Linked DNA regions of Sus scrofa: region 2 is linked to region 1. A link is a contact called in public Hi-C data. All regions are on one chromosome and are shown on one strand. The core of a region is the stretch at or near the end of the contact, and the rest is flanking DNA. Distances in the headings are between cores, read along the strand shown.

The links. A called contact is a pair of places that touch in the nucleus more often than the background predicts.
Region 2: a contact with region 1 is called in a Hi-C map of liver, with 2.4 times the contacts expected there. The contact joins the promoter of LOC106506012 here to the enhancer-like site in region 1. A contact is called at or near these places in 10 of 47 Hi-C or Micro-C datasets (fetal heart ventricle, fetal liver, heart right ventricle and 3 more) and 1 of 2 datasets of contacts at active chromatin or transcription factors (skeletal muscle).

Annotation. Positions count from the first base shown.
Region 1 is chr14:64,336,691-64,343,034 of Sscrofa11.1, forward strand. RHOBTB1 (rho-related BTB domain-containing protein 1) reads right to left here. Exons shown (of 11, transcript XM_021073598.1): 7 at 5,849-5,967. All of the region lies in intron 2 of LOC110256801 (a long non-coding RNA gene), which reads left to right. Among named protein-coding and RNA genes, the nearest start is that of CDK1, 110 kb to the left of the region's middle. Within about 2 kb of position 4,056, at least 9 of the 83 cell types and tissues checked have an H3K27ac peak or open chromatin away from gene starts, as enhancers often do. A contact at or near this core is called in fetal liver, where this site is marked.
Region 2 is chr14:64,397,436-64,403,779 of Sscrofa11.1, forward strand. It overlaps LOC106506012, which reads left to right and starts at 2,493. Exons shown (of 3, transcript XM_021073603.1): 1 at 2,493-2,797. The coding sequence starts at 2,542. The region is part of intron 2 of RHOBTB1 (rho-related BTB domain-containing protein 1); the gene reads right to left.

The DNA.
Region 1 (6,344 bases), core at 2,806-5,305:
AGAGCTAGGAAGTTGGGGCTGACGTTTGGACCCAGGAAATATGATTCTAAAGTCTGTGTTCAGAACTGCTGTGCAGGACTGGAGCCCTTTCATGGAAAGGAAGAAAGCTATTAATGCAACAAAGCACTATATTTCAATAAGAGTTTTTTAAAAATTAGATTTCCAAATTCAAAAGGATAACCAGTTATAGACTTGTTAATTCTGGTACTTAATAAACTCTCTATATAGCATATAAAGATATAATCTATATATGATTATATCTATGCATTATATACAATTACCTCTATATTATATATCTAATCTCTTTCTCCAGACATTTGTGTGTGTGTGTGTGTGTATCTGTGTGTGTGTGTGATGCCTCCACAATCTACAAGGGGCTCATGGCATCTAGTGGTGCAGTTGTAGACTTGTTTAAGCTATAGCAACCATCTATATCATTCTCCTGCATAGCCACCAGCCACCCCAGAGAGGGAACATTCTTTCAAACAGAGCTTTCCATAAGTGCATCAAAGGGAAGGCCCAGAAAAATTCCTAGAAATATTAAGAAAATTACCCCCACCTCTCTCAGACATAGTTAGTGAAAACAATTGTGATTCTATTAATAAGCTGCATGGCACAACCTAAATGTCCATAAACAGATGAATGGATTAAGAAGATGTGGTACAGGAGTTCCTGTTGTGGCTTAGCAAAAACAAATCTGACTAGTATCCATGAGGATTCAGGTTCAATCCTGGGCCTCACTCAGAGGTTAAGGATCCAGTGTTGCTATGAGCTGTGGTGTAGGCCGGCAGCCACAGCTCTGATTGAACCCCTAGGCTGGGAACTTCCATATTCCACGAGTGTAGCCCTAAAAAGACAAAAAAAAAAAAAAAAAAAAAAAAAAAAAAGAGGTGTGGTACAGACACACAATGGAATACTACTTAGCCATAAAAAAGAATGAAATAATGCCTTTTACAGCACTATGGATGCAACTAGAAATTCTCATACTGAGTGAAGTCGGACAAAGACAAATACCATATGATATCACTTATATGTAGGATCTAAAATATGGCACAGATGAACCTAGTTACAAAGCAGAAACAGACTCATAGAGAACACACTTGTGGGGAAAGAGAAGGGGGTAGCTCTAAACAGTTGCATTTAGAATGGATAAGCAATGAGGTCCTGCTGTACAGCACAGGAAACTACATCCAATTTCTTGGGATAGAACATGATAAAAGATAGTATGAGAAAAACAATATACATATGGCTGGATCACTATGCTGTACAGCAGAAATAGGCACAACATTGTAAATTAATTGTAATTAAAAAAATAAGTTGCATGGGTTACTAAAATCAATGACTTGACAAGTGTGATCATGTCAAGTTTCTAAAACAACCTCTACAGTAAATAAAAATTGACAGGTAGAAAGTATTACTGATATTATTTTTAAAAAAGCTGTTGTACATTAATTAATGGCTATTCTCGTGACTTGGTTTGTGTTATATGTTTTTGTATATACATGCATTTATCTTATAGAGACATGAATTTATTAACAAGTTTCTGTGTATATCAACATCTGGCAGACTTTCCGTTCTCTAGTACAATTTTTAGATAGCTAAAGTTTAATTAAGCAGGGAATCTTTAAAATTTGGGCCATTCTGATAGCAAAAATATGTACATTTTACCAAGTGCTACAAAGTGTTAGTGATTACAAATATAAAAAGTCTCCAAGCTTCCTGTGAACACGTGCTCTCTCAGGGGTGGGCATGTCTCTGTTTGTGAAAATAATTGCTAGGAGGACAGGGCAAGAGGCTGGGACAGGCCCAGGGATGTGTCACTAAAATGCTGTGACCTTTGACAAATCAATCCTCCTCTCTGATCTTCAGTTTCCTCATCTGTTACATGGGAGAGATTTGGAATAGATGAAATCTAAATAAAGCTTTTTCTTTCTCACTGAGATTATGGATTTTGAAGACACTGAGATTACCTTAGCAATTTTTGTTAGGAGAGTGTTCTAAGTAATGGCAAAATGGATGTCCTGAATAAAAAGAAATTATTTCTGGCAGCAGCAGATAACAGATTCCAGCAAGCAGCCCGACCCCAATACTCCCAGCGTCTTTGGAGTATTCTGACATTTGTAATCATCCATGGCCTGCTGTTTTCTTCTGCTTAATGCAACACTAATATTTATTTTTTAAAGCAGTGGCTCTTTTTGGCAAATAATGTTAGGGACCCTCAGAAGTAAGCAGCAAATGAGAACAAACTAAAAACACTTGCAGAACATGCATTTTTTTTTTTTTCCTTCTCATGGTTGATTTTTTTTTAAAAAGGCTGTTTCTATAGTTTTCAACATTCATAATTAACGGAATAGCAACAGAGCAACCATTTTTATAGAACTTAAAAAAATAAGCAAAAGAAATGGAATTAGAAATTTTGTCCCTTACCTGCTGAATGTAACTAAAAAAAAAAAAAAAAAGGTTAAGACTATAATGCTACCCTAAACAACGACCCATATTCCAGTTTAGCTGGTTTGAAATTTTAATTGCAAAGATCAGCTCAGACTATTAGGCTAATAATTAGAGATGGGCTCATCGAGAATGAGAAAGTATTCCAGATCCAGAGCATTGCTTACTACAACCCGGGCATGCATTTTTAATGAACCACTTGCTGAGTACCTCTGGGGAGAGAATTATGCTTACTGCTACATTAAAAGTAATGAGAAAAACACAAGTAAAATACAGTGTCTTCTTAAATATTAAATGACAAAAAATTTTAACAGAACATCCATGGGCATCTTTTATTCCTTTCTGGATATGCCTGTGATTTCTATTAATGCAAAAATAAAAATAGGCTGGATTTTGGGGAGGACATCAGATTTTTACAAGACAATAAAGAGTTAAAAGGTGACCTAGAAAGAAAAGGCCCAAGCAAATATGGGGCTAAATTAGCCATGGAGCTTTTATTGAGCTTTGAACCTGGTGCTTTTTCTTACCCTCATAACAATCTCTACCACACTTTTCTAGTTTAGGAAGGGGATGGGGGCTTGTTACCTTAGGGCTTCAGGAGGATAAAATCTTTCTTTAAACATGGCAACAATTTTTTTATAGTTTTATTTTTTGGGAAGAGTGCACCCACAGCATGTGGAAGTTTTCAGGCCAGGGATTGAACCTGTGCCACAGCACGGACAATGCCTGATCCTTAACTGCCAGGTCACCAAAGAACCCCCTCATGGAAACAATTTAATAAGAATCTTCCAGGAGAATGGTTACCCTCATTTCTTGAGCATTTGTATGTTCTAGGTACCACATTCGATGCTTTACATGTATACTTTCATGCCTCACCTGCTCTTTGTAGAAGGTTCTCTTGGGGTTCCCATTTTACAGATGAGGACACAGGGTTATTGACTTATTTATTTATTTATTTATTTTCCGGCCACTCCCACAGCATGTGGAAGTTCCTGGGCTAGGAATCAAACCTGTACCACAGCAGTGACCCGAGTCACTGTGACAATGTCAGATCCTTATCCCACTGAGCCACCAGGGAACGCCAGGACACAGGTTTAATGAGAGTCAGTCGCTTGCCCAAGGCCAAGCTGAGACTAGAATTCATAACTATGTAACATTATAGCCTAGACTGGAAATCCAGAGAAGGGGCAGGAAAGGGTGGGCGTGTCCACAGCTCATGGCATTCCTCATAGATTAGCCATCTTGGTACAGACCTTTGGTTGTTTGGGTCCATAGTCTTTGTATTTTGAGCTGAGCTGACACCCTACTGGGCTCAGCTACAGTTCTAAATGGTGAGTGACCTCATCGGGGGAGGGAGGGGATGCTAAACAGGGGTCTCGTCCAGGAGAGGCTGTGACACCACCACATATGTGCACTGTTCACATCTGCTGCCAAGTTTTTGTTTTGGTTGCCTCTCCTGCACATTTTAATCTGGAGACAATTACAGTCCATTCTGGGAAGGGATAAAGGGGATTAGCATTTGTGAGGTCAGCTCTGACAGTGTCCCTTTGTGCCTGGGCTCCTGACCTTGATCAACTTCTCTCTGCTGGGTTGAAAGCAAGCGCTCTGCAGCGCCATCAGTGCACACGTCAGGGAGCTGGACAAAGAAGGGCAACCAGCCTCCGCGTTCTTTATCTCTGGAGATTACTGAGGTCGGTGACATGCCAGTTGGATGAGGTTTTATGAATCGGTGGCTGTCCCAAATTTCCTTGGAAGTGAGAGGTGAAGAATAAGCATGATGTCAGCGACCATGTGTGTCGTACTTACGAGGTGCTCTGCAAGTGCTGACTCTCACATGTCACATCCACACCACGGCCTCTTATCGCGTCTTCTGGATGGGGAGGCTGGAGCTCAGAAAAGTGGTCACTTGCCCAAGCCTGCACAGCTCTGTACGTAGAAGAGTTGGGGATCTGAGCCCCACAGCCCTCGCCTCACTGGGTATCTCTCAGTAACAATGCTGCCACATACCTCTGATGGCCCAGGAGGACTTGGTTTACCTGAGGGAGGGTCTCCTGATTTACAAGGGCTGGCAGACACTGGAAGATGTCATCAGGATAATTCTATAATTCTAACATCTTTTCCCCAAACAGTAGATGGTCTTTTGCTGGGGGTTGGTTTAGGAGCAGACGAAATTTGTTCTGGAAGCAGGAAGGTAGCCTGGTGATGGTGGGCTGGGTTGTGCTGGCTTGTGATCCTAGGATTTCATTTCCCTGCTTGGGGATGCAAATGCAGGCTCCAGGGTCATAACAGGAGCGCTCAGATTTCTGGGAGGAGGGCTGCTTTGTCAAAGTTAGCTATTGTTTTCTGTATTTCTGTTAAAAGTTTGGAGAGCTGCTGAGATAAGCAAAATAAGCCCCTCAGGACAATAAACGTGATGGGGTGTCCCCATGTTTTGTTTTGTTTTTTAAAAAATGATTAAGAAATACTTGCAAAACTCAACCAAAATGCCTTCTTCTAAAGTTAGAAATGCTTGAAGGGAATTTTTCTTTGTTTTCCAACAGTTTGTAAAGCACTCTGAGAGGCCTTTCAGAGGACTAACCCTTTGCTCTGTTACTGCTACCCTGGAGTTGACAAACCCGAAGAAAAGGCAGGTCAGGGTAGAGCCTCATGGGGTGTTGTCATGCAAGGGGACCTCAAACTGACCTGGTGCCTCCCTGTCTTGCTGATAAGGAAACTGAGGTACAGGGTCTTTTTAAGATCTCCCTTGCCCCTAATCTGTAAGGCAGAGCTGAGCCCAGGTGTTGAGTGAGTAAAAAAAACTTTTTACTGTCTCCAACTTCTGGAAGACAGGCTGTACTCCTCCTCTATGTGCCTCTGATGGTATCTTGCCTGGGACATTTGTTCAGGAATATAGTCGAGCATGTTTTCCGGATGAGGACAGCTCTGGGGTGAAAGGGTAGAGGAGCTCTTAGGAGATCACACAGAATAATGAACAATGACAACAGTTCTACATAACTGCAGAATTAAGAAGAGGGTGACGTGAAGTTCCTGCTGTGGTGCAGTAAGAATCTGACTGCAGCGGATCAGGTGGCTACAGAGGCATGGGTTCCATCCCAGGCCTGGTGCAGTAGGTTAAAGGATCTGGTGTTGCTGCAGCTGTGGCAAAATTCATAGCTGTGGTTCAGATTCAATCCCTGGCCTGAGAATTTCCATATATTGTGGGTTTGGCCATAAAAAAAAGAAAAAATCAATCAATCAATAAAAGAAGTAGAGGGTAACCTGACACTTAAGCACAGCCTGTAAACTATTTCAAGGAAGCAGTTAAAGCACCGAAGTCCTCTGGTTAGTTCAACACTTTATAATATAAATACACAGGCATGTCCACAAAGATACCACCTGGGCTTTTGGGAAAGGCACATACCTCACTGTTGGCGCTTTCAACAAACGACCCGCCAAACATGGCTGCCATCCACTTGCAGCTACAGATCAGCAGTGGTTTGTGGGCGCTGATGGCTCCATCATCCAACTTAAATGTCACATCTGCCCAAGGACGGAGGAAGCACAGGCGTGAGCCAGCCTTTTCTAGAGTTCCTCCCATGTTCATCCGCCCCCATCTCTCGTGTTCTCTCCTCTATCCCCGTCACCACTGATATGGTGTCCACACCAAATTCTCTCCATCTTCTCTGAGGAGTCAGCCTTTAACATAACACGTAAGGTCACAACACACGTTCCCTGAGCCATAAAGTAACGGAAAGGAGAGGAATATTTTTTCATCCTTATTATGAAAAATTTCAAACATGGAACAGTGGAAGGAATACTCCAAAAACAGCTCATTTATCCGTGGTTAATTCTATCTGTATGTTTACATATATTTTAAATGTATGGAGACATTTTTTTTAACAGCATGACACTTCACT
Region 2 (6,344 bases), core at 1,243-3,742, 59 kb after region 1:
CTGGCTTGCTGGAAGTGAAGAACAGAATACCCTGCTCCCAGCTGGACTTACCTACATGAAAGAGAGAAATACTTTATAAATCCTACTGCTTGCCAGGAACACATGGGGAGCCGCTGACGCTTTCAACATACATTGTTCCCCCTGCACCCCACACCCAAGGGCAGAATCTGCTTTACTTTTGCTGAGTGTCCGTGTTAATGGCATTTCTTGGGGTCATATACCTCCCGAAAGAGCTGTAACTTTGTAGGTAGCATTTCTGAAAATGTATTTCTGAGCATTTGGGGCTGATACCAAAAAAGCATTTTGCCACACACCCATATATAGGAACAAGGAAAACCTTCTAGACATTTTACAATACAGAAGTCAAAGAAGTGGACATGCTATTCCTTTAAAATATTTTTAGACAATATCATAAACAAAAGTCCAAATGATTCCAGTTTTTCCTATTAAATTACACTGGTGTAGTTAATAAGTTATACTGTTGTGACAATGAAACCAAGCTACCTGTGTTTCTATTTCCACCTCTGGGATCACACACACACACATAGCCCTGTGGACTTCAATTTACACTACTGTTGCGATTTGAGAAAACAACAATCAACGGGCAAGTTTAGAACACTGACTATGATTTTATTACTTCATAATGATTTTTCAAAGTCTTCCACACTGAGATGAACAAGTTAAACACTAATATGTCCAAATACAACCCACGAATCCCAGAGGAAACTCTGCTTGATGATAATTTGCTGCCTACCCCATCTGCGGAGCAGTATGAAGACATTACTTGTATTGCAAAGAGACTGTGTTTCTTTTCTAGCAACCAGTGACTCTCTTCTGCATCTACAGAGTTATTGCAAATGAAATATAATTCCAAATTTCTGAAGTGTTTGTAAACAAACTTATCAGCGTATGTTTAGAAAAGCCTAGAGTTTGCCGAAATCAAACAAATAGAGCCTTTTGGCTATTTATATCTGCTGACATTGAGAGGACAGTTTCAAAGATGAAAACTACTGATAACAGTACTTTTGTACGCAGTACAGCGGAGAATAAGCAGCACTAGCCCGGTTGGTGGTGGGGGAGCCCCAAACTAGGGAAACCTCAAGCTGAGCGTCTGGCTGGGGTCCAGCAGAGCTGCCTGGGACAGCACAGGTTGGGGGAAGTTCAAAGTCAAGGCGACTCATCTGGTCATAACTTCCTAGATCTTCCTGGGTCTGGGTGCCTTTGTGTATATATCAATCTTCATGCATTTTTTCCCCTAGCAAATGTGTACAGTCAGCTCTAAAGGCACAGCTTGTGTGCTGACGTGCAAAGCCAAGTCAAAACCCTGCGCTTGGCACTCCCTTCTAACTTTCTGGCTTGTCCAAGTCTAAATATTGACATTGCTCCTCAGTTGAGATGTTTGATACCGTTAAGGATAGAAACGGCGGAGCTAACAGTAGGATTTAATGATATATTTTCACATAGTTGCGCCTTCCATTCCCTTCCCCCCCCCTCCCCGAGGGGGCTGGATTCCCTTGTCTGCACGTCTTCCTCCCACTCCCACCCTGTTTTTCTCCCCGAAAACTGAGCACGCAGAGACTGGGTAAGGTGTGCTGCAAGCCCATGGCAGCTCCTCCTGTTGTCACAGCAACTCACAACAGACTCCATGGCCACGGGCTGGGGGTGGGGAGCACCAAACTGTGGGCTGACCGATCAACTAACTCTCCAGGGGGTGCAAGCGCCCAAGGGGCTAGCGTATCCCCCTCCGCAGTCCCTCTGGCTCCCCAACACTGTCCTTCCAGGGAAAGGAGCCCTCTGGTCGCGCGGCACCACCCTCTCCCTGGCGCAGCCCGTCTGCTAAGGGTGCCTGTTGTGCATTTTCTCTGCTCCAAGTTAGGGGTGCGGCTGTGCGGGCGCTCCTAGAAATCTCTTCTGCTGGCCTCTGATGTGTGGGCTTCCCGGCCTCGCAGAGGGGCGAGGGCGGCTCCCAGAGCAGCTGGGTTCCACCACTCGGTCTTGGGACGCTGCCGGCCGCGTGGCGCGGCCCGGGCCCCCCACCTGCCGCCCGCCGGGGCCGGGGCGGCGGGGGCTCCGGCGGCAGCTGCTCAGAGAAGTTTCATAGCATAGCGCACTCACGACACAGAACCTACCCGGAGCCGAGCGGGACGCGAGCTCTCTCCGCCTTCAAGGGCTGGGGAGCAGGGGGGGAGGGCCCCCAGCCACTCAGCAGCAGCCACGGCCGCGCGCGCTCGCGGGCGTGCGGGGCCCCTGCGCGCGGCGTGCCGCCCGCCGCCCAACTTTGCACAAAGGCAGCATGGCACTGCCCGGCCTGGCGGGCTCACCCGGCGCCGCGGCCGCTCTTCCCGGTGCGGGCCGAGAGGGGCTCGCCCCTTTCCGCCCCCAGCCCTCCCCTTTTCCTCAGGCCCCCACCCCGTTCCCAGGCTGCCTGACCGGGCGGAGCCGAGCGCTCGGCACCCAGCTCCGCCGCCGTGGCGGCCGCCGCTCGCTGGGTGACGTGAGCAGCTTCGCGGCTATTTATATCCACGCGATTGGATTTCATTCATGAAACCCGGGCCTGGTGTGTCTGGGCGCTGGGGCGCGGGTGGCGAGGGTGCCTCGGCCTCCTGCAGACTCGGGGGGCCCCGGCTGGGAGGCGGGCTGCCGGGAAGGAACGTGCACGGAACCTGGAAGACCCCAGCCCTCCCCGCCCGCAGCCGGCAGGGAAGGGGCCGGGCGACCTGTGCCCCCCTGTTCTCTGTCCCCGGCGCCCCACCCACTCCCGTACAACTGCTGGCCCTTTGTCCCAGGCTCTGGAGAAGTAAGTTGGGCCACTAACCGGCTGGGCAGCATGGCTTTCTTCCCCCTAAGAGCTGACCGGCCGCGGACTCCGAGGGAGGACATAGGCTATTGTTTTAAAACCCGAACCCAGCTGCTGACTAAGGGCTGCGTTAGCCCAGCCTCCTCCTCCCCTGGGCGCTGCACGTGCCGGCAGGCTCCCCCCCTCTGGGTTACCTGCCTCTGTGACTTGGCTCGAGGGGGGTCCCCGCAGGGGCATAAGGACGCACCGGCTGTCCCCACCCGAAATAAGGAGGCGATTCACAACCTCCTATACATGGCTGAGTGAGGAAGTGAAATTGACTTCTGGCCCCTCATGGGTTGTCAGAATGCTCAGATACCCACTGCAGTCATCCCTCATGAACTCTGTCTCATCGTTCCAGACTGACTGTGAGCTCTGAAGGAAAGGACCAGGGGTAGTTTTCAAGCATTTGCAGGACAGATACTTGTTTAGTGCCTATAGTAGGGCAGGTACTCTGTCAAGAGCTAAGGAGGTGACAATGAACACAACCCACTTGTTGCAGGGCCTCAAGGAGCTTTCAGTCGGCCTTTTAAAATTAGTGTGCTTTAAACCCCCTCACACACAGCCTAGAAAAAGCCAGCTGGGGGGTAAAGGTATTGATGTGTTCAGCTACCTTAAGGGATTCATTCATTTAATAAACCTTTAGTGATAAGGCTGTGTAGTGAGGACTGGGGATACAAAGAAGGCAACAATGTGTCCTTAATCCCCAAGGAGTTCTCAGGTCATGGATTCCTGAGGTTCTGCAGGATACAAACCTCAAAAGGGAAAGAGAGCCATATTTGATTGCAAGGGCTGTCTCTTTGTGTTATCCCTCAAGAAACAGAATATTAGGAAAAATTATAAATGCAAACAAACCTCTCTATCCCTCATTTTCTTCCAAGAAATTATCTTCAGTTTCTCAGATGGAATATTCTCCCTTCCCAGGATCCCCAGATGAGTTTTAGTTCACTGCATATTCCTTCTCTTCCCACTAGATTATGTTCCATTTTGGAGACAAAATCTTGACTAGTGCTCTCTGAATCCCCCAGAGATCCCAAAGCATAATGAAATTCAATGTTTTTACAAGGAAAGGTATTAAGGACAACCTGTTTTGTTTAAGCCATCTTCCCTGAACTGTCTTTGGAAATGGAGTTAATAGTCTCCAATCTTTGATGCCCAGAAGAGAGGACAATAAAAAACAAGTATGAAAGTCTCCTCTATGAACTTCAAGACAGATACACGAGGGGGTGATCATTTACTTGGCACAAAGCAGACTCCACTGTGTCTATTTAAAAGTGACTCCATTTTGAAAGCCTTAATCAATGTACATTTTTTTTTTCAAAAACACATTTCTTGGGAAAAGTTAATTAACCCTGTTCACTCTTGGCAATCAGTCCTCTTTATTGCAAGCCATTTCTCTTCAAACTGCCCTGGGGGCTAAGAAATAGTGTAGAAACTCAAAAGAAATAGGAATCAACATGTATTATGGCCTTCACATGCGGCAGGCAATGGGCTAAACTAGAAGGTTTCAAACACATTTTCTCAATTAAGCCTCATAACAACGGATGAGGTAGATGCATTATTAACATCACCATTTTATGGAAGAGGAAACTGGGGCACACAGAAGTAGTTTTCTAAGGTTTTGTCAGTTGCATTTGCACCAGAGTCAGCCGGTGCCAAGGCCTTATTTTATCACTAACTGGCTTTTTGACATCATGCTTTTTCTCAATTTCTTTCATTTCCTCAGTTATAAATTAAAAACAGTTAAGTGGCATGTTTAAGCAGTAGGTAGGTATTAGGGCCAGAAGGACCTATACAAAGATCCCAGTTGGTAGGCAACTGTTTCAATGTTGCCATCCACCTCCAGGGGGCACCAAAGTTCAGATAGGTTTCCAAAGGATGCTTCTTCCATAGGGGGCAAAAAACCCAGAGTCATCAATGGAATTACCCACTTGGATGCCTAAATCTGAGGAAGATTGACTGGAAGATCTTCCAGGAAAATAAACTGGTGTAAACAATAATTCAGGTATGGCAGAGGAAAAGTCACTGTTTTAGGAAGTCATTCCAAACCAGGGCAGTGATCTGAGGAGGAGGTTGCCACAACTGTGCTATATGGCTCCTATAATTTACAAATGAAACTTTTCCACTGACTGTGGAAAAGTTGGAGGAAATGCAGCAAGGAGTACAGACTATATTTTGCCTATAGGAAAGGAGAGAAAAGTAACAATAGCAAATAATCCCCTGAATCAATGCCATGAATGTATCCCTGTTTTTGTTATTACCACAGAAGAATCCACATTTGTATACTAAAATTGTTGCTTGTAATGAAATCAATACCATCCACTTTTAATAAGTATAATAATTGGTACTTAAACTTAGTTAAACCGACATTGCACAAAAGCAGTGCAAAAACTTTTGACTGTCTTTTATGGTAATGATTTACCAAAGTCATAGGATTAAAAAAAATTCTCACAACAAAGATACAGAACTGTTCCATTCTCATAAAAAAACTTCATGCTAACTCATGGTGCTTGCATCCTCCCACCAGCCATTAATCAGTTCTCCATCTCTAGAATTTTGTCATTTTGAGGCTTATATTAATAAGAACATACAGTATGTAATGTTTTAAGATTGAATTAATTTTTTTAAATTAGGCGTAATGCTCTTGAAGTTCATCCAGAGTGTTGCCTATATCAATAGCTCATTTTTTCTTATTGCGGAGTAAATTTCTATTAGATGGACATACCAAAATTTGTCATTCATTTTTCCACTGAAGGACTTTTGAGTAGCTTACAGTATTTTGCTATTAAGAAAAACACTTTTGTAAACATCATATTGTAGGTATTTGTGAGAACTTCAGTTTTTATTTCTTTGGATAAATGCCCAAGAATGCCATTGCTGGGTCATATGCTAAGAAACCATCAAACTGTATTCCAGAGTGGCTGTACCATTTTACATTCCCACAAGTAATGTATGAGAAATCTAGTTTCTCCACATTCTCACCGGCATTTGGTGTTATCACTATTTTTTTAAAAAAAATTTCAATTGTTTAAGAGTTTTGTAGGGACAAGTCCCTGTGGTTTTAAGCTGGATTTCCCTAATGACTAGTGATGTTGAACGGCCTCTCACCTGCCATCCATATCTCTTCTTTACTGAAATATCTGTTCATATCTTTGGCCTATTTTATAACTAGATTTTTTTTTTTTTAACTACTGAGTTTTGGGAATTATTTTTTTTCCCCAAAAATACATTCTGGGATCATAGAATTTTCACATTGCAAACTAAATGCTACCTCAAGATAACTCTTCAATTCAATCACTATTCAACATTTCTATTGTCATTCCCTTTATGGAGAATATTCTCAGGTATTTAAATATTCTCCAGTGCTTACCTAAACCTCCTTTAGAGAGGGTCTTTTTTTTGGGAATCTTTGATGAACATGCTTTTCAGCTGTGGGTAGCCAACACCCAGAGCCTGGGCAGCCTGTGGCCAGAGCCTACGTAGTGGAGGCGGGGCCACTGCGCAGGCA